Regions from separate parts of the Mus musculus genome. Here region 1 is linked to region 2. Evidence: chromatin contacts called from public promoter capture Hi-C data. All regions are on one chromosome and are shown on one strand. The core of a region is the stretch at or near the end of the contact, and the rest is flanking DNA. Distances in the headings are between cores, read along the strand shown. Region 1 overlaps Gabrb1 (gamma-aminobutyric acid (GABA) A receptor, subunit beta 1). Region 2 overlaps Gabrb1 (gamma-aminobutyric acid (GABA) A receptor, subunit beta 1).

Region 1 (4,671 bases), core at 300-2,799, 150 kb after region 2:
CTACATAGCAAATTTCAGACTAGCTTAGGCTATAGTATGAGACCTCTCAGGGAAGAAAAGCCATGGCTACTTTCTAATGTCAATTTTAGGATGCCATTTGAAAGGAAGCATCTTAAAACCCTCTATGATTCTGGTCCCAAGGTCACTAAAATAGAACAGAAATGTGATGTGTTGTTGGATTTTTGTCCTTTGGAAAGTTACTATGGATGAGCTGGAGGGTCAATTCCCATTAAAGTAAAGAAGTCCATCTTGAGAGAATGACCCAAAGGAAGCCATCCTGTTCTTTCTTGATGATGGCAATCAAGCTCCTTCAAGACCTTCCAGCAGAGTTGGTACTTAGAGTGCCAGAGAGTGTGTCACCATTAAACCCAAATAGAAAATAAGTATATCACAGATTCTCACCTTGATGGGGCTAACAGGCATGAGAACCAATCTTGGCTAGCTTCCCAGAACACACTGAATCTGGACAGACAAAAAGTCTGTCCCACAAACTAGGCATCTCAACAACACTCTTGGGATCAAGGCAGGAAAGAGGCTAGCCTACTTCTCACCCAATGATGAATTCACCTCACCTCTGAGATGCTCTAAAATGACATTGTGCAGACTTCACAGGGAAGAATAGCAACAAGACAGCTGCCTATTGCATCCAATAGAAAAGAAAGCAGAATGTGGTAGCATGGCAGGGAATTTTTTTCAGCATTCTGGTGTGATGATTCAAAGGAGGGTAACTTTCATTGAAATGAGTGCCCCCTGAAAGGGTAGTAACCCAAATGGAGAACGCCATGGAACCATAAAGTTTAGTTTGTAGCCCCCCCCTCCCCATGTCTCCAAGCTTTTAGCCTTCTTGTAACTACAAAAGTGAACCTTAAAAGAATCTGGAAGAAGAAATAGAAGGAGCATATGAAGAGAGGGCAGAGAAGCAAGAATTTAGGATGAATTGCTAAAACCAGAAGAAGAAGTTAAATTGAGGGAAATCAAAGCCTCAAATTAAGGCTAAAAACTATGGTAACATAGGAAAACAAAACAAAATTTAACCAACAACGACAAAATTCAATATAAATGATACCTAAGCCATGGGAAGAGGAGAAAAACCAAAGGAAAGAGAAACTAAAACCAATGAGATTTATGAGAAAAACATGAAAGTGGGGGATAAAAGATTAAAGATAAAACCAGCATAAATAAAGAAACCATAAAGGGGCCAGAGCCAGTGAGATAAAAAGCTGGAAGCATGAAAGTTAGAGGGATGAGAGATAAAAGCTAAAACAAGAAAATCCAAGTTAAAAGCAGTACTTAGACACAGAGAAAAAAATTCTTTCAAAGTCTGTTTAAAATTTATTTTCTTCTTAAAGTGGAATAGGAAAAAAAAATGAGCCAGAGAGTAAAGACAAGGAAAGATGAGGATCTTAAAGAATAAGTCGGAATGAGCTAAAATAGAAACATGGAGGGAAAAAAAAAAAAAAAAAACGCAAGTGATCAACGCACTCCATGGCAACAGGAAATTCTAAAATAATATCCAGACGCTGGTGTGTGGCCCAGAATGTGTTCTCAATATGCCAAGTAAACCAAAGCAGTGGAACAAAGAGGGCATGAGAAGGGAGTCCGGGAAGCGACTGGGGGCACAGGGATTCTGCCTCTCCTGTCCCCATCAGGAGGTCCCTCTGACCCAGAACAGAAAAAACAAAGCAACCTTTCAAAAGGACTAGGTTTGGGCTGTTGGTTGTTGGGTTTGAGAGGTTGGATTTCTCTTCTTTTTGTTTGTTGTTTGTTTTTTTTTCTCTGTTTCATCTTCAGCTCAGCTCAGCCTACAAAACAAGGCCAGCAGAATGCTGAAGCCATGGCTCTACTTGGGGAGGAGAAGGGGGTCTTTTTCCTTTTTAAGGTTGGTGATCCTTTTTATATCCCCCTACCCTTTCCTCTACCATTCATTAGCTTATGAGCCTGTGACCACTGAGCTAAATTAGCCAAACTTTAACTTTTCCTGAATAATTATAAATGTAAAGAAATGACCATGGGGATATTTTCTTAGGGTTGTAGGACTACCCTGAGCATGAAGGATTACACCACAGAGGAGACTCGTGTTAGAAGTCCTCCTGAACACTGCCCTGATTTTCCTGTCTCCCTCTGCTGTATGCTGGGGAGGATACCTCGCATGAGATATGCTTGCCATCTGTACTTTGGCTGCTTTCTGTTATTAAACGCGTTCTCACGACCGGCCAGGAAGAACACCACAGACCAGAATCTTCTGCGGCAAAGCTTTATTTCTTACATCTTCAGGAGCCAGAGTGCAAGAAGCAAGAGAGCAAGAAGCAAGAGAGCAAGAAGCAAGAGCGAGAGAAAACGAAACCCCGTCCCTCTTAAGGAGCATTCTCCTTCGCCTCGGACGTGTCACTCCCTGATTGGCTGCAGCCCATCGGCCGAGTTGACGTCACGGGGAAGGCAGAGCACAAGTAGTCATAAGATACCCTTGGCACATGCGCAGATTATTTGTTTACCACTTAGAACACAGGATGTCAGCGCCATCTTGTAACGGCGAATGTGGGGGCGGCTCCCAACATCTCCCCCTATCCTTTTAATAAGAGCAAATAGGCCACCCATATTAATGAGAGTGGAGATAGAGGTCAAATCCCCAGTGTGTAGGTAAAGGAGCCATGTACAGGATTAGCTCTTAGGCTTACAGGCTTTTACCCAGAGCAACCCTGACCTGCTCCCGTGTCGTTTTGCCTGGGGGAAGGGAACTAGGACACTGAACCTTCTTGAAAGATGACATGTCTCCCTAGAATAGGCTCATATATGCCGCAGAGCCTTTCCATTGCAGTGCTTAGCCGTGCAACTCTCTCGGGCTGCTGAAGCACACTCACTCTATCCCGTGCAATGAGTCTAGCCTCATGGGATATAAGAGCTGAGTGGCCAGCGACCTATTGCCTAAGCATAGATAACCATATATCAGGGGGAGCTCCATGTTCTAGTCCTGCAAGCGCCTGGGCAATAACCACCTTGTCTCTCCTAGTTTAGGCCTTAAGCTTACAGACCAATCAAAGAAGCAACACTAATCCACAGCAAAGTGTATCTCCAAATAATATTAATCCCACCCATTTTTTAAAGAAAGAAAATGCTGAGGAGATCCAATTGGGTAATCCTTTGGTCAGGGACAGGTCCAAGCGCGTGGAGTTGACCTGAAGTCTCAATTCCCGAAGGATCTGTTCAAATTCAGCCATCCAATTCTGTAACATATACTGAAAAAGACTTTTTGACAAATTAGCTGCCCTAGTAAATTTAACATACTGAATGGAAATAACACACAATCCCGGAAACTTTTGTTTACATCCCTGCTGAGTTATTTGTCATAATACATCTAGTTGTATCTGGACAAGATCTATGAGTTGATTAACCAGCATGAGACCTCTCTGTATCTTGACATTAGCTGAGGCCTGTTCATCTATGACTGTAGTCACTGAGGCTGACAAAGTGTTAATGGTGTCAGTCGTCTGGACCTGTCCAGACAGAGCCAAGGCTGTCTGAATTAAGGCCAAACCCAGTTCCTAGTTAGTGGTAAAAAAGCAGGAGAATACTTGAGCATTATACATCACCGTCATTGGGAGTGGAAATGTCGACATTATCCCCCAACGCTGCTCTCTCTTTATTATTGACGCCCTGGACATCACCAAGACGAGGGACATTAGTATTCCCTTGGTCAGTCTGGATTTTTCGGGTGAGTCTTTCTGGTACCCAAAATGGGTTGTCTTCATTCTGTGGGAAAACACAGATAGCTCCCCTGGATCTTATCAAGATAGGATCCGGGCCATACCATTTATTATCAAGGACATTTTTCCATTTAACCATCTCATTGGGCCTATCTGGCTCTGAACAATGACGTTCAGCCGCAGTATGGCCATGAGCATCAATAATTAAAAAATTGAGTGTAAAGAGTGCCAAAGACACAGACACTCTTGGTGCTCGGGGTACAGTCTCCTCAAAAGTTCCCCTCTTCTGTTTTATAAGATAGGCTTTGAGGGTGCGATGCGCACGCTCAACAATACCCTGTCCTTGAGGGTTGTACGGAAGTCCAGTCAGGTGGGTTACGTCCATCTGACGGCAGAACTGCTGGAATTTTTGAGACGTATAAGCTGGTCCATTATCAGTCTTAAGGAGTCTGGGTTTCCCCCAAGCACTCCATGCCTCAAGACAATGTTGAATCACATGTGAGGCTTTTTCTCCGGTTAACGGAGAAGCAAACATGATGCCAGAACATGTGTCAATGGACACATGGAGATATTGAAGTTTTCCAAAGGAAGAAACATGTGTAACATCCATTTGCCAGACCTGTAGAGGTCGAATACCGCGTGGGTTAATTCCCACATGAGGAACTGGCAAGAACTCACAGCAGCTTTGACATTGAGTAACAATGTCACGGGCTTCTTTTCTTGTCAAGGAGAAACGACTGCGTAATGTTTCAGCCGTCACATGAAAATTGTTATGAAAATTTCTTGCAGCCTCTACCGGGGATGATAGGGCAGCAGCCACCACTTTAGTGGCCTTATCTGCCAAATCATTTCCCAGAGCCATGGGGCCAGGTAGGCCTGAATGGGCTCTAACATGAGTAATATAAACAGGAGATCTTCTAGATAACAAAACTAATTGTATCTGCTGAAAAATATTGGCAACTCTACTGGA
Region 2 (5,171 bases), core at 2,064-4,563:
TCATCTTTGAATTCCTAGATGTCACAGAAGTCTAAGTAGCATACAGTTATTAAATAAATATGTGCTAACTTGGAATAAGCACACCTGTACTTGCGTGTGTGTGTGTGTGTGTGTGTGTGTAGCTAAAGTCACACCTATAGCCAGTGTTGTCTTATGTTAGCTAAATATTTAGAAAATCAGCTTAAGAGCATTGACCTAACTCTACTTATTTACATAAGATAAAATTCTTTTTTAACTTCTCCCTTGCTCACTTCTCAGGTGGTAAGAATGGTTAATAAAACATTATCCATCTACTGTAACCATTTGTTGGTTTTGCAATTTAAAACATCACACAAATTGACACTTAAGTGAGGAAACTGTTTTCTTACCTCAAATGAATGACCTTAACGTTCATCATTCAAATGTCTGAATGCTTCCTCCCTAAGCCAGCAATGCCTTTTAAATGTGTTATATATTATGGAAATGAAGTATGGGAGAATGGTCAAATGTCCTATACACACATTTAAATACAGTCTTTAATTTCATAGGCACTTTACCTTGAAAATTGCCACTGCTATACTTTTTTTTCTACAAAATGAATCCAAACCATCTCTGATTTTATGTATTCCAGTAAGTCATGGTTATTTCAGATCCTGCCTGGATCCTCTCTCTTTAGATTAAAAAACTGACAGGATTTATTCTGGAATTCATGAAACTATTCAGTCTTTGTTTTTTATTCCAAAATAATGAGGTCGTAAGGAACACAGTACAGAGCAGACCTCTGTTCGTGGTCACTCCTTGAGAAAGGCCAGTCTTTCTACCAAGCAATTCATCATCAATTTGGGAAAGGGTTTCTTAAACCAGATAATGGAGATACATAATATATATAATTGCATAATATAAAGCAAATATATCACCCCAAACTCTAGATATCATCAAGGAGGAACAATTACAACCAATGTTATAAATATGTAATAAGGAACTCATATCTTGTTCCAGTATTTTAGATTACAACCATATGACAACTACTTGTTTCAGATTAAATGGTCTAAAGGATATCCATGTGGCCTTAAAGAATGGCCAATAGTTCTCTTTCTGGCCCAGCATTTACCAATGTGGTCTGTCCTTACTCCTCAAGAAACTATGTCCAATCTATCAGTCTTTAATATGTTGACCTTGAAAAAAGGGGTAGAGATTTTGGCTTAGTTTTGATTGTCTTAAGTATTTTTGAAGGATCTCCATAAAGTAAGGAAACCAAGGTTTCATATTCTGCCTAACATAGGGTTTCACAGACCACACACTCTTCTGGCAGAGAGAAACAAACATTTAAAAAGTATCTCGAGAACAAGGCTAATACAGAATTGGCACCACTGATACTTCCTGTGTATAAGACAAAAAGCAAACTTTGTTTGTTTGTTTGTTTGTTTGTTTGTTTTTCTGAAACAGGTTCTAATAAACCCAATGTAGCCAACATGGCTTTTGAGCTTCTGATCTTACTGACATAGTCTTCCACGTGTTGAGATTATAGACATGAACTACTGTACCTACTTGACTGAAGAGTGACTTCACATCCTCCATGGCCAGTCTAAAGGACTCTTTCCCACCACCAGAGAAATCTTATTATAAGCCTCCATCTGTACTCATTCTTTGAACGGACTACCTCATTACAAAACAAAGAAGCAGACAGTGGCTTCCTGGTTGTGAGGTTGTCCAGGTGCTATTCATCTGCTTATAACACAAGGGCCCCAGAGGATAGGTATTGTGTTCATTCTTTCTCTAAGTGAACACAGTGTCTATGAAGTGGTTATTCAAGGACTGAAACAGAAACAAAATGAGTTCTCTACTGCCTCCGCTGTCTAAGCACGTCTTTGACATGAACAGTTCTCATTACGTGGGCATTTAAGTATTCCATAAGTCCTCACACACTCAATCGCCTACAAACTATGCAACTAAAGCAAACAAACTGTCTCAAGCATTCATATACTGGGAGAAATTGGTTTTTCTCCTTATGGCACTCCATGTCTTTAAAGATACATCTGCTGCCTTTCTACTTCAAGAAGTGATTTGTGAATGTCCACCTTATACAGAGTCTTTCAACTCATAAGGGTATTATAATGATTAATACTTAGGGATCAAATAGCACTTGCTGCCATTCTTTTGATATAATTTATCCAATGGGAAAGTCTGATGTTTCTATTATTTCATTCACAAAATTTTGTTGTCTATCTTTAAAATCTACTTCTTCCCTGAATACCCTGGCATATCACACAAATGTTGAATTGTCAGGAGAAGAAGTAATGAGTAGAAATCTTTTGGAGTGGTTAGGGCAGAGAGAGGGACATGATGAAGCTTGAATACTTGCCTTTGCTGTTAAGGCCAGTCATCGATTCTTTCTATGTGTCAGTGTTGAGAGGACAGAGACACACAACTTGATGCTGCTGCCCTCATTAGCCTGAGAAGTTTCCCTAGGCTCAGGCCAAACTGGTATTCATGGATTCAATGATGTAAAGGATTTCAAGACTGGTCAGTTTAGTGAAACAGAGATGGTGATTTTGAAATACTGATGTTTTAATATAGACTTGAGTATTATGGTTTAAAGAAGGAGGGGTAAGAAAACAGCAAGGCAAACATTCAGTTGGAGGCTATATGCTTTCCTATGACACAAAGTAGAACAAAGTGAAATGTACCAAGCATAGACACGGGCTTCTCCAAGAGACAGTAAGCAATTAACAATCTTAGTGCTGGCCATGTATTTCAGCTTAATGGCTCTCGTGATACATCTCAAATGGTTGCTATGAACCATTTATCCCTTCTGTCTTGATAAGAGTGATAGGAGGTGGTTTCAAAGATGCTTTAGATGAAATTGTAGTCCAATAAAATAAAACCAGATGCCACTAGGATTTTCCAATGGAAATTTCCCAATGGGTAGTACATTCTCTCTCTCTCTCTCTCTCTCTCTCTCTCTCTCTCTCTCTCTCTCTCTCTCTCTCTCTTCCCCTCCCTCCCTCTATCTCTCTAGGGGTTTCTGGTGTGATTCCTAGAAAAGTGTTGCACTGGAATCCATTTTTACGTCATTAGCAAGGACTCCAACTGGATTACAGGATGAGGGGCTTCTTTCTCCTTTTCCGGTTCCTAAGATTTTTTTTCTGCTCTTCTATCCTGCCTCACTTTCTGCAACTGTTCTGATAAAGGGGGTACCCTGGTTGCTGATGGCAACCTGCATTTGTGACACAAGAACTGCACAAAGCTTATTTTCTCTAGGGAGAAAGACTGCACACGGTCTATTTTTCCTTTGATGGTCCCATGGGCACAGCACCAGATTGCCATGCATATTGAGTCTTTTCTCATCCCATCGAGACATCACAGCTGCCCCCTCAGAGCGTAGGTGGAGGGACAAATGGATGCTCACAGTACTGCTCTTGGCTCAACTCCCATGCTGCTCCGAGCCTTTTCTATTTGTTCATTCTAGGCTTGAGAAATGAAAATGACCTCAGAGGACCTTCCAGAGGTCTGAGAGAAAAGTCTTGACAAACAGGTGGGTTAGAAACCAACTCAGTAATCTCACTGCAGTTTGGAAACTCCTTGTCTGGAACCAGGGCTGTGGAACAAAGGCTAGAAAAAGAACGTTGGGGTTGACCTTGAGATGGAAGGAGATGGATGCATTTGAATGCAATTATTAAACCTCAGTGGTCTTAATGAAGGGGTTGCATTGTCTGGAATTGCTTCTATAGATGGTGTGCTAACTCATAAGTCCTGAGATGGGGTGGATGAGTTCTGGGCTCACACCGCAATCTGTGCCACATACAGACTGTACACTGTGACTTCTCATTCACTGCATTTGAAGGTCAAAATCAGAAACATAGAAAGGGGACATGGTGACAAGCAGGAAATGACTGAGATGATTAGAGATCAAATCTTTAGAAGTTGCATGTGGGTAGTTTTATCTCCATCAGAAAAGGACCTTTGACAGTCTATGGAATTCTTCCATTCATTCTCCTCCTATGAAACTCTACAAATGTATTTGTCCAGAAAAGTATCCACTCAGTCAAGCACTGTTCCCTTGGCTCACACTGGCCTTTAATCTGTATCTAGACATATAAATTAAGTTTATTAGTATCTATTGGGGTTTTGGAGTTGTTAAACACAAATGAAGTAAGCATATGAATTTTTGATGGAGTTTTAGAAACCTTTTCCATCCTTCTTCACTATTTTGTATGCGCACAGACACACATGTCTATCTACGGCATCCATAGTTCACATGGTTGGCTTGTGTGTGAAATCCCTGGAGAGAACATTCTTGTGACTGAGCCTCTAAACCCTCATGAGAGAATTAAACAAATGTACACTGACATGTTCAGGGTTTCTCTGTGTAGCCTTGGCTGTCCTGGAACTCACTCTGTAGACCAGGCTGACCTCCAACTCAGAAATCCGCCTGCCTCTGCCTCCCAAGTGCTGGGATTAAAGGCGTGCGCCACCATGCCCGGCACAAAACATAATTTTTAAGAAGAGAAAGCACTAAGATTACTAAGAAATTTAGAGGCAAATGTAGCAGAAGATATTAAAGTTGCCAATTTCTCAGTTTTCTACAACTGAGTCAATTCAAAAGAAGTGTGACTAAGTCACATTTATTCCATCTGTTATGTCGCATGTCCGTTACATCACATATCCATTACGTTGCATGACTACTTACTACATCACATGGCTGGATTTGGTATGTCATTTTTATAGGATACATTGGCTTGTGAGGATTTAGGGATGCCTTTATGTCTAAGTATCCATTTTTCCTAGATTTCCTATGCCTTAATTTTGTCAGAAATGAATGCATGCACATAACTTATTTCATCTTAATCTTAAAAGCAGTTGAGTTTAATTTTTCTATGAAAGCACATACTGAATTATCTTCTCAAGTCTATGAAGCATGTGGGTGAGTCCAGGAGACCTTGCTCTTAGCTTTCATACTCTCTCTCCTTGTGGCAGCCTCTTCCCAAGTATGTACATCTGAAGCAGAGCCTCTCATCCTGCTAACTGCTTATCATCCTCTTTTTCTCTTTAAGGTTCTTCTATTCCAAATCATGAAAGGCTACTGTAAAGGAAGAAGATGTCTTCTTTGTAGTGTTCAAAAAAACCTATCTTTAGAAAATTATGACAAATATGAGGTATTCTAGCAAATGTTTACTGTTTGCGCAAAGCTA

What was found. Promoter capture Hi-C pulls out the DNA fragments that hold promoters and counts their contacts.
Region 1: a contact with region 2 is called in a promoter capture Hi-C map of hippocampal neurons, with 2.5 times the contacts expected there. The contact joins two enhancer-like sites. A contact is called at or near these places in 1 of 39 promoter capture datasets (hippocampal neurons) and 4 of 484 Hi-C or Micro-C datasets (cerebral cortex, forebrain and ventral hippocampal neurons).

Annotation. Positions count from the first base shown.
Region 1 is chr5:72,067,487-72,072,157 of GRCm38.p6, forward strand. The region is part of intron 5 of Gabrb1 (gamma-aminobutyric acid (GABA) A receptor, subunit beta 1); the gene reads left to right. Among named protein-coding and RNA genes, the nearest start is that of Commd8, 98 kb to the right of the region's middle. Within about 2 kb of position 1,550, at least 24 of the 459 cell types and tissues checked have an H3K27ac peak or open chromatin away from gene starts, as enhancers often do. A contact at or near this core is called in hippocampal neurons, where this site is marked.
Region 2 is chr5:71,914,053-71,919,223 of GRCm38.p6, forward strand. All of the region lies in intron 4 of Gabrb1 (gamma-aminobutyric acid (GABA) A receptor, subunit beta 1), which reads left to right. Among named protein-coding and RNA genes, the nearest start is that of Gm38562, 210 kb to the left of the region's middle. Within about 2 kb of position 3,314, at least 13 of the 459 cell types and tissues checked have an H3K27ac peak or open chromatin away from gene starts, as enhancers often do. A contact at or near this core is called in hippocampal neurons, where this site is marked.